Linked DNA regions of Mus musculus: region 2 is linked to region 1. A link is a contact called in public HiChIP or PLAC-seq data. All regions are on one chromosome and are shown on one strand. Each heading gives the region's core, a stretch centred on a gene start, on an enhancer-like site or on the middle of the called end of the contact. The rest is flanking DNA. Distances are from core to core; before and after follow the strand shown.

The links. HiChIP or PLAC-seq counts read pairs in DNA pulled down with a chosen protein or histone mark.
Region 2: an HNF4G HiChIP or PLAC-seq map of pancreatic cancer cells shows a contact between it and region 1. The contact joins the enhancer-like site here to the promoter of 1110046J04Rik in region 1. A contact is called at or near these places in 4 of 39 promoter capture datasets (the 3T3-L1 cell line, embryonic stem cells, neutrophils and 1 more), 1 of 115 datasets of contacts at active chromatin or transcription factors (pancreatic cancer cells) and 2 of 9 other capture datasets (adipose tissue and liver).

Annotation. Positions count from the first base shown.
Region 1 is chr13:33,933,209-33,939,296 of GRCm38.p6, forward strand. It overlaps 1110046J04Rik (RIKEN cDNA 1110046J04 gene), which reads left to right and starts at 2,824. Exons shown (of 5, transcript NR_040707.1): 1 at 2,824-2,889. It overlaps Serpinb6a (serine (or cysteine) peptidase inhibitor, clade B, member 6a), which reads right to left and starts at 2,875. Exons shown (of 7, transcript NM_009254.3): 1 at 2,714-2,875.
Region 2 is chr13:34,051,155-34,057,242 of GRCm38.p6, forward strand. The region is part of intron 4 of Bphl (biphenyl hydrolase-like (serine hydrolase, breast epithelial mucin-associated antigen)); the gene reads left to right. Among named protein-coding and RNA genes, the nearest start is that of Bphl, 17 kb to the left of the region's middle. Within about 2 kb of position 2,982, at least 28 of the 459 cell types and tissues checked have an H3K27ac peak or open chromatin away from gene starts, as enhancers often do. A contact at or near this core is called in liver and pancreatic cancer cells, where this site is marked.

The DNA.
Region 1 (6,088 bases), core at 1,574-4,073:
CACATTCTAAGAAAGACTATAGCTATTCTGGTTTCTAACATTTGAAAATATGTTATTATTCCATGCCACTGAGTTTGGCGGGGTCTACAAAAGGTTACATGTGACTTTGCATGGCTTCACTGCTTCCCAGCTGCCAGTTTTGCTGTTGGAAAGTCTGATGACATATTGACTCCGGATCTATCTACTGTCCCCCTACAACCCTAACTCTGAAAGCATATGAATTCTTATTCTTATTTCAGATATTCAGAAACACCAAATTTTGTGACCCTACTCACACATTTTGCTGGGTTCTTGGAGGACCCTTTTAAACTAGCAATTTAAGAAAACTTCCTTTTCACTATGGAAACAGTTTTGAAGGCACTGCTCATTTCTCATAGACTGCCTCTGTGCTCTCTCTTTCTGCATTACCTATTTGTCAGATGCTAAAACTCTTGGACTGAGCTCATCTAGGACTTCCGTGATGTCTGTTGTTGACAAAAGCAACTTCAGGTAGGGTTTACTTTGGCTCAGAGCTCCAGAGTTCAAGGGAGATGAATATTTGTACTCAATTAGCTGTCAATGTTTTATGCATTCCAGAGAACGGTGCTGCCCACTTTTAGAATAGGTCTGCAAACCTCAATATAATCAGGATGGCCCTTCAATGGCCTGGCCAAGATGCTGACCTAATCAAGACAGTAACTTTTGGTGTTCCTGAGTACTGTCTCCTGAGTGACTCCACTCCTGCCAGTTAGAAAATCATCACCAACCTTCTCCAAGTGCAAGAACACACAAAGGATGTCATTTGTATGGCACTTGGAGGCCAGTGGTTACTGAGATGGTTGGCCAAGAAGGGCATATAAGCAATAGGGTCAAATATCTGTTCCCTTTCACTAGCACAATGACAACACACAGCTGAAAGGTCTGCAAAGACTGACTGTGTGGCTTAATCCCATGTCCAGAAAGCAGAGAGTTGGTATTCCATGTGACCCTACAGCACATGCTTGAAGGCTCTTTTGGATAGAGAAGGGGATGATGGTGGGAGGTACAACTGTTGACTCACTAAACTAATTTAAAGATGCTTTGAACTAAAAACGGACTAATGGAACTTTAAGTACCCAGTCATTTCTGGGTATCTGAAGAATATCAGTTGATATCTGAAGATGCCAAATCTTCAAGTGTTCAGTTAACTTATGTAAAATAACTTAATATTTGATCTAACCAATATAAGTGCCCCTGTGAACTTTAAATGGTTTAGAGATGTGTAAATACCCAGCACAATGTAAAAGCTAGATAAATGATCCCTATTAGCATGCTGTTTAGAAAACAAGAAAGGGGAAAGAGTCTATGCAGTCCAGATTGGGCTCAAACTCTCATTTCTCTGCGTCAGCCTCCTGGGTCCTGGGATTACAGGTATACAGCAACACATCTCAGTTCTCCTTCAATGTTTTCTATCAGATTTTGATTTCTGCTTCATGTTGACTAAAAGTAAAATCCATGTATGAGATGGTATGGGGAGACATGCAGGTATAGGAAGCCAAATAAACTTGGTATATGGAGCCAAGAGTGCCCCAAACACACCCTTTCTGCGTGATGACACAAGCCATATCGGATACAATTACTCAGAGCAGCCTTGAAACACTAGGACACACCCCATGTAAACGGATAACAGCAATCATCCCACAAGCCCCAGCGCCACAGTCCCTGATCACACATACTTTTACCCAAGGTTACTTGATATATTAGATCCAACACCCAACTCCTAAGCCACTGGAGGAAGGAAATGAGCAGCCTCTGGAAAAGACCTATTACAATCAATTGCCTCCCAAGCAGTCAGAAAAATAAGTGCCAAACCTCGCCCAGTTTTCCCTCACTCAGTGTTTCTGACACCATATGAATACTAGCTGTCCATATTTCTGATCCTAATGTGGAGAAAAGACCTAACCTAACGGGAGGAAAGGAGGAAGACCAGGCATGTATCTCAGTAGGAAAGAACTTGCTCAGCATTACAAGGCTCTGGGTCCATCAAAAAGAGGAGGGAGGAAAAAACAAGTTCACATGCCAAGTGCTTCTGGCACAGAAACTGTCAAAAACTTTGCCCATGATTTTCTCCTAACCTGACAGATATCAAATTTGTGAGTTTAGTAGGAGGGAAAACAAACAAACAAACAAACAAACAAAACCCAAAGATCTGGAATTGTTTCTCACAAGTATTTATGTTTGTGGGCCTCCGGGGTGCTTAAGATTTGTCACAAACTTCCCAGCACAGCCTGGGCAGCGCCCCTGGGAGATTCAGGCACACTGGACAGGAAAGGGTCTGAGCACCCAGCCCTTGGTCTCTCTCCCCCACCTCCCAGATCCCAACGCCCGTCCTAGTGCGTCACCAGCCTGCGTCTCTGGAGTCTCCAGGTTCACTCCGGATCGAAGGACATACGTGATCACCTGTAGCCCCGGGGCCCCGCGCAGCAGCCAGGCCGGCTCCGCGCAGCCCCCATCCCTCGCTAGCCGTCGCCTCCAAGGACTCTGGCAGATCTGGGAGGGCGGCGATGTCACCAGATGGCTGGGATCACAAGGCGACTCACTTGGCTGCGTCACGGCCCGCTGAAGCCGCTGTGCAGCAGAGGGAACCCGAGTCAGGTCCACAGGGCTCTCGCCGCGCGCCACACCCGCCTGCGTCCCCAGCTCCCCACCCCCACCCCGCCACCCCACCCCCGCCTCAGCCCACCGAAGAGCATACCCTAGATTCTCCTAGATTCTCGATTTCCGGACTGGTAGCAAGCAGAGAAGAGATGAGGAGGCCCCAACCGCGCCCGAGGCCTTAAATACTTATGGGGGGCGGAGAGTCGGGAGGAGTCTGAAGGCCAGGGTGCGGCCGCTCCCGAGTAGGAAAAGGAAGAGAGTAAGTAAGGCCAGGTGAGTGCCTGCGGACCCACAATCTAGCCTATCCTCTGGCTCTTGGCCACTTTGCCTCAGATTGGGCAGCTGATCTTTCTGGTACTTTCTGGATGCTTTGGCTACCTCCACTTAGCGATGCCAGAAGTGTGCCAGCACTTAGTGGATGGACATACTTGTGACAAAGCAGATCATAAGTTTAAAGTGAGAAAGGAAGAAAAGACTTTTAACTACTGGGGCTGGAGGTAGAGATCTTATTCAGCAGGCACAGAAAAATAAAGAAAGGTGGTCAGTGCCTGTGTCCCAGTGTAGCCTTCTCAGCTTTGGGTAAGCCTTTCCCAGCCATGAAAAGGATGAGCAGTATTCCCAGCCTTCAGCAGGCTAAACAGACCTTATCAACCTGGACACAGACATCTGTCTTGGCTGCAATTGCAGGTACCCATGGGAACTTTAAGGTTTTTGCGCTGACCTTGCTGCTACAACATACTCAAGCTGAAGAAGTGGATGGATTTTGTGGGTTTTTTTTTTCCTTTATAAACACAAAGCTTATTATCAAACTTTGAGCCTTGATCAGAACCTTTGTCTTAGCTTCATCCTTCTCTCACCCCTTTACCTTATTTCTAGCCCCCGTTTCAGGTAAACCCAGTTCAACCATGGCTGCTAGATGGCTACAGATGGACTTGAAAACTGGGGTGGGGGTGAAGGGGGGACTACTGAGAAGTGCTGTCTTGGGTGGAGCGCCACAGAAAACAGAAGAAAAGTGAAAGTATCCATGAAGCACTGTAAGCAACATGCAGCATTAATGCTAGTGCTAGCCATAAATTTTATTTTTTGAAACTGCTGCTGTAAAAAAGTGCTTTCAGGAGGATACAGGCTAGGCTGAAGAAGTGTTGGCCCGACATGGGCTTCGCCTAAGGTGTGGCTGCATAATGGGGCGAGGGAATTCTAAATAGGCATTTGTCCACAGCCAGGAGCTGCTCCAGGTGAAAGGAGTAGGATTTAAAATAAAATAAAAAGAGTAAAAAACAAAAAACAACAACAACCAAAACAGATGTTAGAAAAATTCTTAGCTCAAGTACATTTATGTTGTCCTTAATTCCCAGAAATAGGAATGGTAAATATATAAGTAAAAGAATTAGTCACGTTGAAGAGAAATTGGGAAAGTTAGAAAAGCAGGGCGCTGGAGAACAACTATCGGTAGCTACCACTGTGCCTCTTCTCTCTTTGGCAGAATTCCCAGAAGGAGATAAAGAGTGAGGCCTTGAACACGAGAGAGAGAAAAAGAGAATAGGTTTCAGAAATGGAGTTGTCCCCTGTCCAGGACGCTTTAGCACAAGAGAAGGAAAATAGATATAAGATATTTCAGAGCTCTCCTAGGGACAGGAAGAAATTGGTCCTGCTTCCTCTCTGGCTCCTGTTGGAGATATACTTAGTTCTGGTTAGGATATCTGGGTCCCTTTGAAACATCAAGTTCTATTCCCTCTCTGTCTATCGTCTGTGCACCATTTATCCATATGTCTGTCTACTTATGTTTGTTTTTGTTTTGTTGTTTGAATGATTGTTGTTCTGTGTTTCATGTTGGAAAAAAAAGGTTAAAACTTTATCTGCTGGCTGTCCATCCTTTGATTTAATTTAACTTGTTTAAAAGGCAGTCTCAATTTGCATAGCAGAAACTGATAAGCTACACTGCACTGTTCCTGGGAGTCAAGCACAGCTGGAAAAGCCCTACTAGAGGCTGATTATCTACACAAGTCACTCTTAAAGGGACCAACAGCTTTTTGCTTGTAACAGAAAGTCAGCTTAAAATTGGCAACTCAGGGTTGGAGTCATTCTAAATGACACTTGGCATGAACCAACCCAGGAAAACAGATCTTTAAAGATACTTCTAAATTGGGATAATATTTTATGTAATTCTTATCCTAGAAACTAGACTTATAGAGGATAGTATTTAAGACAATGTCTCTTTAATATGTATTAAAAGTTGCACTGTCATGCATTCATATATAAGAACTGGCAGCCAAACTTTGTACGTGAAAGTAATGCTCTTGGTATTGACTTTAAAGAGAATGGTGGTTTAAAACAAGGTTTTGTTTTACAAAATTATGGGCATGCTCTAATATTACAAAAGAAAATTTAAAATATAGTTAAACTGCCAATGTTCCATTAGCTACAGTTTACAATTCAATCACAAGATCAAGATGTTAACTCATCCATAATTGTGATTAAGAAAAAAATCAAGCAAGTGGAGACGAATAAAGGATATTATAAAATAGTAGCTTTGAAGGATTGTTTCTTTACTATTCCTTTGCATCCTCAGGATTGTGAAAGATTTGCTTTGTGTTCCTTCTATTAATTATAAAGAGCCAATGAAAAGGTATCAGTGGATAGTTATTCCTCAAGGCATGGCTAACAGTCCTACATTATGTCAAAAATTAGTGGCACAAGCCATTCAGCCTATAAGACAGCAATGGCCAATAATATACATTATACGTTACATGGATGATATCTTATGAGCAGGAAAAGATCCTTAGGACTTGCTTCTATGTCTAGAGATTTACAACAAGCACTAGCTAATAAAGGATTACAAATAGCTCCAGAAAAGGTGCAAACTCAAGATCGTTATAATTATTTGTTTTAGGCTTACAGATCAAGCCGTTTTTTTTTCTGAGAAAATAATTACTCATAGGGACAATTTAAAAACTTTAAATGATTTTCAAAAGCTGTTTAGTGATATTAATTGGCTTTATCTTTATTTAAAGCTTGCTACAGGAGAATTGAAAACCTTATTTGATATTCTTAGGGGTAGTGCTGGTCCTACCTCTCCTCGAGTTTTAACTTCAGAAGGGTTGTTGGCCTTATAACAAGTAGAAAGAGCTACTGAAAAACAATTTGTTACTTATATAGATTATTCTTTGCCTTTACATTTGTTGATTTTTAATACAACTCATACACCTACAGAATTACTATGCCAAAAAGCTCCTCTTATGTGCATACATTCAAAGATATCTCCTAAACATAATATATAGCCATATTATGAGGCAGTGGTTCATATGATGATACTTGGAAGAAAGCAGGTAATGATTCATTTTGGCAAAGAAACAGATATCATTATTCAGCCTTTTAGTGTGGATCAAAATACTTGGTTAAAGCAGCATAGTACAGATTGGTTGCTTGCTCAGATAGGATTTGAAGGCATTATAGATAATCATTATCCTCAAGA
Region 2 (6,088 bases), core at 1,732-4,231, 120 kb after region 1:
AATTTTGAGGCACCAATGAAAGTTAGCTCATGAGTTGGAGACCAAGCTGGGGCATCTACACCCTAACTCTTCCCCATTTTTCTTCTACTCCCAGCATTACTGCCCAGCTTATACCATAGCCAGAGCTTATGGGAGTGTTGGCAGTTGCTAGGCACCCAGCCTTGGCATTGGTTAGTTTCTAGCAACCTTTCTGAATTGGGAGAATCATGTTCTCAGAAGGAGAGAGGGGTTCCCAGGGCTTAGGGGTCACTGGGGCGAAAGAGAGGCTACCTGGGCTTCCAACCACTCTTCCCTGCCAGTCTGACCTATCATGGCTCTCCTTTCTCACTAGAAGCTTTCTGTGTCTCTACTAAACTACAGATGGCCTAACAGAAGAGGTTTGCCCCCAGTGGGTCCAGCATTTTCTCTCCTAGGCTGTGCCTATACTATGTCTTTGATGGATATCTTGGCCTTCGGAGCCTGAAATATTTACTCCCTGGCCCCAAAGGAAAAGTTTGCAGAGCCCAGCACGTGCAAAGTCTCTTCCAGGTATTCTGCTATTCTCATTGTAAACTACTTGGAGGCTAGAATCTTAAGTTCTAGAATCTTAGTTCTCTGTGCTCTTCCTGTTTTTAAAGCAATCTGAAACTCTTAAGTAACAGATGACTTAGAAAGCAACCCTAATCTGGCCTCCACTTGTCCTCACCACCCTGGCTTAGAGTAGCCTGTTCCTCTTTTGCCATCCGTGAGCCCCCGCTGCCTCTGGCACCCAGTGCCCTTGCTTCTTCCAAATCCTCCACTTCTCTTCCTGGGCTCTTGCTCTCTGCCTCAATGGGTAAACACTACTCCTGCTCCAGAACACTGCCCCCTTCCCCTGCAGTTCCTCTTTATTACACTGTGTCCCACTCCATAACTTTACAAAATAGGTGTCTGTGTTCTCTCTACTTCAGTGGCGTTGTGGTCGTTCTAGTCTTCTGCTGCATGGGTCTCACCATAGCAAGTATGGTATCGTCAAAGTGCCGTACTTTTAACTCATCGGGAGCACTCCCTCACTACCCTCTAGACATTTGAGTCATGCCTTAAGTTGTAAGGTCTGTAGAAACACCTCCTGTGTCCACATTGGTCATCTGTGTCACATCTTCCTTGCCCGGCCAGTCACTGATCTTTTAAAGTATCTGTTTCTAATGTTGGCTTGGTTTTGTTTTCTGTCTTCCATTATTTCTGTCCTCCTCCTGCTTGCTTTGGGTTCTGATTCGCTTTATTCCCTCCAATCTCAGAGTAGAAATCTTAGATTATTGCTTTGAGATGTTTAGTCTTTTCTAATATATCATTTAATGCTGTAAATTTTCCTCTAGAGCTGCTAGAGCTAAGCACCTGTGCATATAAAGATCTATTAGATTAATTAGACTTATTAAATACAGATTAGGAAGCAGCCTTGGCAGCCCGGCAAGGGCTGTCTCACACCTGAGCAACTGAGAATCCAGTCCTGTCTAGTAGGGTCTCCATTGGCAAGGCTGAATGTCTTAGCAGTTCCATTCCAAAGGCTTGGAGGATTTTTGAACAGCCATTGGCCTTCAGTCAACATTGGAATCCTGAAGAAGGTGGTTTGAACATTGAGGAAGGAATGCCGCTATATCCTAGTTAGGATTCTTATTGCTATGCAAAAACCGTGACCAAAAGCAACTACAAGAGAAAAGGCTCTATTTCACGTTACAACTCTCAGGTCACACTCTACCCTGAGAGAAATCAGAGCAAAAACTTGAGGTGGAAACCTGGGGGCAGAGATGGAAGCAGAAGCCTTGGGGAGATGCTGCTTACTGCCTTCCTCTTTCTTTGCTGAGTCTGTACACTTACAGTGCTCAGGACCACCGGCTCATGGGGTCCCACCCACAGCGAGCCAGGCTCTCCCATGTCAATCATCAAGCAATAAAATGCACCACACACTTGTCCACAGGCAGTCTGGTGAGAGCATTTTCTCAACTGAGGTTCCCTCATCCCAAACGACTCTCTAGATAGTGTGAAGTTGACATAAAACCAGCCAGCACAGCCAGCAATAGGATAGATGGACTTGCCAGCAAGAGTGAAGTCAAGCAGGCACAAAGAAATTTCCTTCTTCCTTGTCCTGTTATCTGGGCTGCCATCAGAAGGTGCCACCCACATGTGGAGTGGGTCTTCCTGTTTCAAATGATCTGATTAAGAAAATCCCTCATAGGAGTGTCCAGCAGCTTGCTTTTTAGTTGTTTCCAGGTGTGGTCAAGTTAACACCCAAAATTAGCCATCTCAAAACCTACAGATTTTACTGTGTTATATTTTCACTCAGCAAGAGATAGTTCAAAATATCTTTTCTAATAGCGCCTCAAACTTTGCGTTCATTTATAGGCATTTAGAAATGTAACGTTTAATTTCTAAATACCTAGGGTGTCCTAGATATCTTTCTGCTATTAGCATTTAATTCTTTTAGATTTGGGAAACATATCTGTCCGGTTTCAATTCTTTTACTTTGTTATGGCTTACGTTGCACCCTCGGATCTGGACTATCTAAAGTTCTAAAGTTGAATGCCGCCCCATCTCTACTCACCTTTCCTCTGCCATTCAGCTAACAGTCCACGCCCTCTGAATGCGTGTAGCCTTCTCCTGAGGGATCAGTCTCCCTCTGCCCTTTGCATCTCCTGGTGGCTTTGTTCTGTTCATGCCACACAATGACTCCTGAGTTATATCCTCCTCCCCCATACCCGTCACCCTCCTGCTAAGAACCTTGGCCTCTTGGGATATTCTGTCCTCCAGAGGGGGTGGAATCCTTTGTAGGACAGAAATCAAGCAATTCCATCTCCCACTTAAAAAACCCTTGGAACTTCAAAGAGGTCCACTCAGCTTCGCTACCCCCCCCCTCCCCGGTCTGGCTCCACTCCAGTTTCTAACTCTTCTGTCTTCCTGTGGGCTGCCCTTCCTCAGTACACCTTCCCCTCTCTCCGCCCACGTCCTTCTCAGTAATCACGCAATAGCAGCTCCCAGGGTGCTCTGAGGTGTCCCGCAGCCCTCACCCTGGTGGGCCTTGTAATGCTTCGCACATGCCCACACGATGACACTTTGTCCTGGGCACTCTCACCCTTTTACCCCTTTGTCATAGTCACCAAAGAGTGGGTTTCCGATGTGTCCCCTGCTTCCTGAAATGAAAGCTCTCTCTGTCCCACAATACTCTTCACTGTCCAGGATACCTCCAATTCCCTCCTTCAACACCCTGGCCACTTTCTCAACCCAGAAGGAGGCCTCTGGCCCACCAGCCCAGTGGAGACACTGCCTTCCATGTAAGCAAACCCTCTGGGCTCTTGGCTGCTCTGTGTCCTCCCCCAACCCTCCCTCTAACCTTTGAAAGCAGTCTCCTGCTGTGCATGGTACAGTGCACTCCCTCTCCACGAGCTCCCTCTGGGTTGGCTTTCCGGCCACTGTGCTGTCATGGTCCTGGCATCCCTCTCTGTTTGCTCTCTGACTTTGATATTTGGGACAGCGTCATTGAGGCCCTTGGAGCTGGCCTTGCTTTCTGTTCTGATCCTCTCCTCTTTTACTCTGTGTGTGTGTGTGTGTGTGTGTGTGTGTGTGTGTACATGTCTGTGTGGGGGCACTCACACACACACACATGCATGCATCAGCGTGGGGGTGCATGTACATGTGGCTGTACACGTGGAGGCTAGAGGTCCACTTCCAATGTTTGTTTTCTGCAATGGGATCTCCTACTGAACTTGGGGTTCACAGCTTAGCTGAGGCTGGTTAGCTTGTGAACTCCACAGATCTGGACTGACATGCTGACTGACAGCCTCATCTTCCCCACCTTTAAAGATGGCATCTCAGTGTGTTGCCCATGCTGGCCTCAAGCCCTTGGGCTTGAGCTATCCTCCTACCTCAGCCTCCGGGGTAGCTCAGATTGCAGGTGCACTCCACCATGCCATGCTGTCCCCACTCTGTGCCCTTCTGTTTTCTCCTGAGCCCCACACAATGGACTCTTCATGTGATTCTTATCTGATTGCCACATAGATACCTCACTATGTCTACAACCTGAACTCAGTCGTTTCTCTCTATGTGTTCCTCTTGCTAAATGTCTTGCCCTAGTAAATGATTTACCTGGGAGTGCAGTACATACTGGGTTCAGATTGGAACACAGCCTCCCATTACCTTGGCTTTACTCTCTGTAGCTTCACTCAGCTGTGTTCTGAAATTGTTAATGGAAAATTCCAGAGTAATCAATCCTTACGTCCTAAATTGTGTGCCACTGTGAAAAAAATGTTGGTGTATTCTGCCACACCTGATGCTGCTACATGCTACCCAGAACACAAACCATCCCTTTGTCCAGTGTGTCTATTACGCTCTGTATGCTACCTGCCTGTCTGCCTTAAGAAACCATGTTGGGCAACAGATCCACTGTCAGCTTGCTGCCATCCCTGCATGCCATGTGCGCTTGTTTTACTTAAAACACGTCACATAGTGAAGACGGATGCTGGCAGCCCCACTACAGTGTGTTCTAATTGTTCTGGTATACATTAGTTATTTCCAATCTCTTTTACTGGGCCTACTTAGCAATAAATGTCATCATGGGAGAACACAGCATTTGTAGAGTTCAGCGCTCTGTGGTTTCAAGAAACCAGGAGTCCTGGTGGTTTTTCTTATGAATAGGCAGCTGCCATACCTTGGATGCTGTCTGCAAGCCCTGTCTGTAAGACTCTTAAGGTGAAAGCTGTGTCTTTCATCTTAGTTACTAGGTTACTTATCTGACAGCATGACTGAAGCAACTTATAAAAGAAAGTGTTTAATTTGGGGCTTGTGGTTCATAATCACCATGGTGGGGAGCATGGCAGCAGGTAAGCAGATATGATGCTGGAGCAATAGCTGAGAGCTCACCTCTGATCCAGAAGCAAGAGGCAGAGAAAGCTCACTGGGAACGATATAGGCTGTTGGAGCCTCAAAACCCACCCCTCAGTACACACCGCCTCCAACAAGGCCACACCTCCTAATCCTTCCTAAACAGTTCCACTTGCTGGGGACCAAGCATTCAAACATATGAGCTTTTAGGGTCTATTCTCATTCAAACCACCACATTATCTAAGTATATATTGGTGGAAACAGGAACTTAGTAGACTTTCTTGGTGCTGAACTAAATTAATAAGTTTTCATTATGGATCTAGTGTTTGGCATGGGTTATATGCTCTAAAAGAAAGAGGGGGGAGGATATATCAGTTTCTTTGGGGATCCAAATTCTGTTTTGAATCAGCAAACAGTTTGATTCAATTGGTTATCCTGGGCACTTGCCTATGAAGCATAATTACTAATTTTGGGTAGTGATTATGCTTTGGGACAGAAATGACTCCCTCTTCAAAGAAATTATCAGAAGTAAATATGTAAATGCAAAAGAAACGTTTTGAGTCTGTGTTACATGCCAGACACCATTGTCGGCAAATTCCATGTAATTTCTTACTGTTTATTCTAGAAGGTTAATATAATTCATAGTTTCTGATTCAGAAATTAGCAGAGAGGTTAAGTAACTTGCCCATTTTCACACAACTGCATGTCTAGGCACTGGGACTCCTATGCAATCCGTCTGACTTCCAAGCCTGCACCCACTGTAAGACCTCAAGCTCCCCCAGCAGCTGCTGCATTTCCCTGCCCTGAGATCTTTTGCTATTTCTTCTGTGGTCCTGAAGGTTTACCGCAGATCTGATATTCCCATAAACACCTCTCATTTCAAAACTCTACGTAAATTAATCCACTAACAGGACCTCATTCTGTTCCCAGCTGAAGTACCTATGCTTTAGCAGGGGACACTGTGCTAAGCACTAACCCATTGGGTTCTTGGAAGCTTCTCCTTTCTCAGCCATCACAACACAAGGAATTTGTTTTTCCTAATTGATTTTTCAGATTTTTTATTATTTATTTTTATTTTACATGTATCTGTATGAATGTGTCAGAACTCCTGAAGCTGGAGTTACAGACATTGATGAGCTGTCATGTGGATGCTGGGAATTGAACCTGGGTCTTCTGGAAGAGCAGCCAGTGCTCTTAAGTGCTGAGCCATCTCTCTAGCCCCTAAAGGTTTTTTTTTAATATAATATTTAGCTATTAT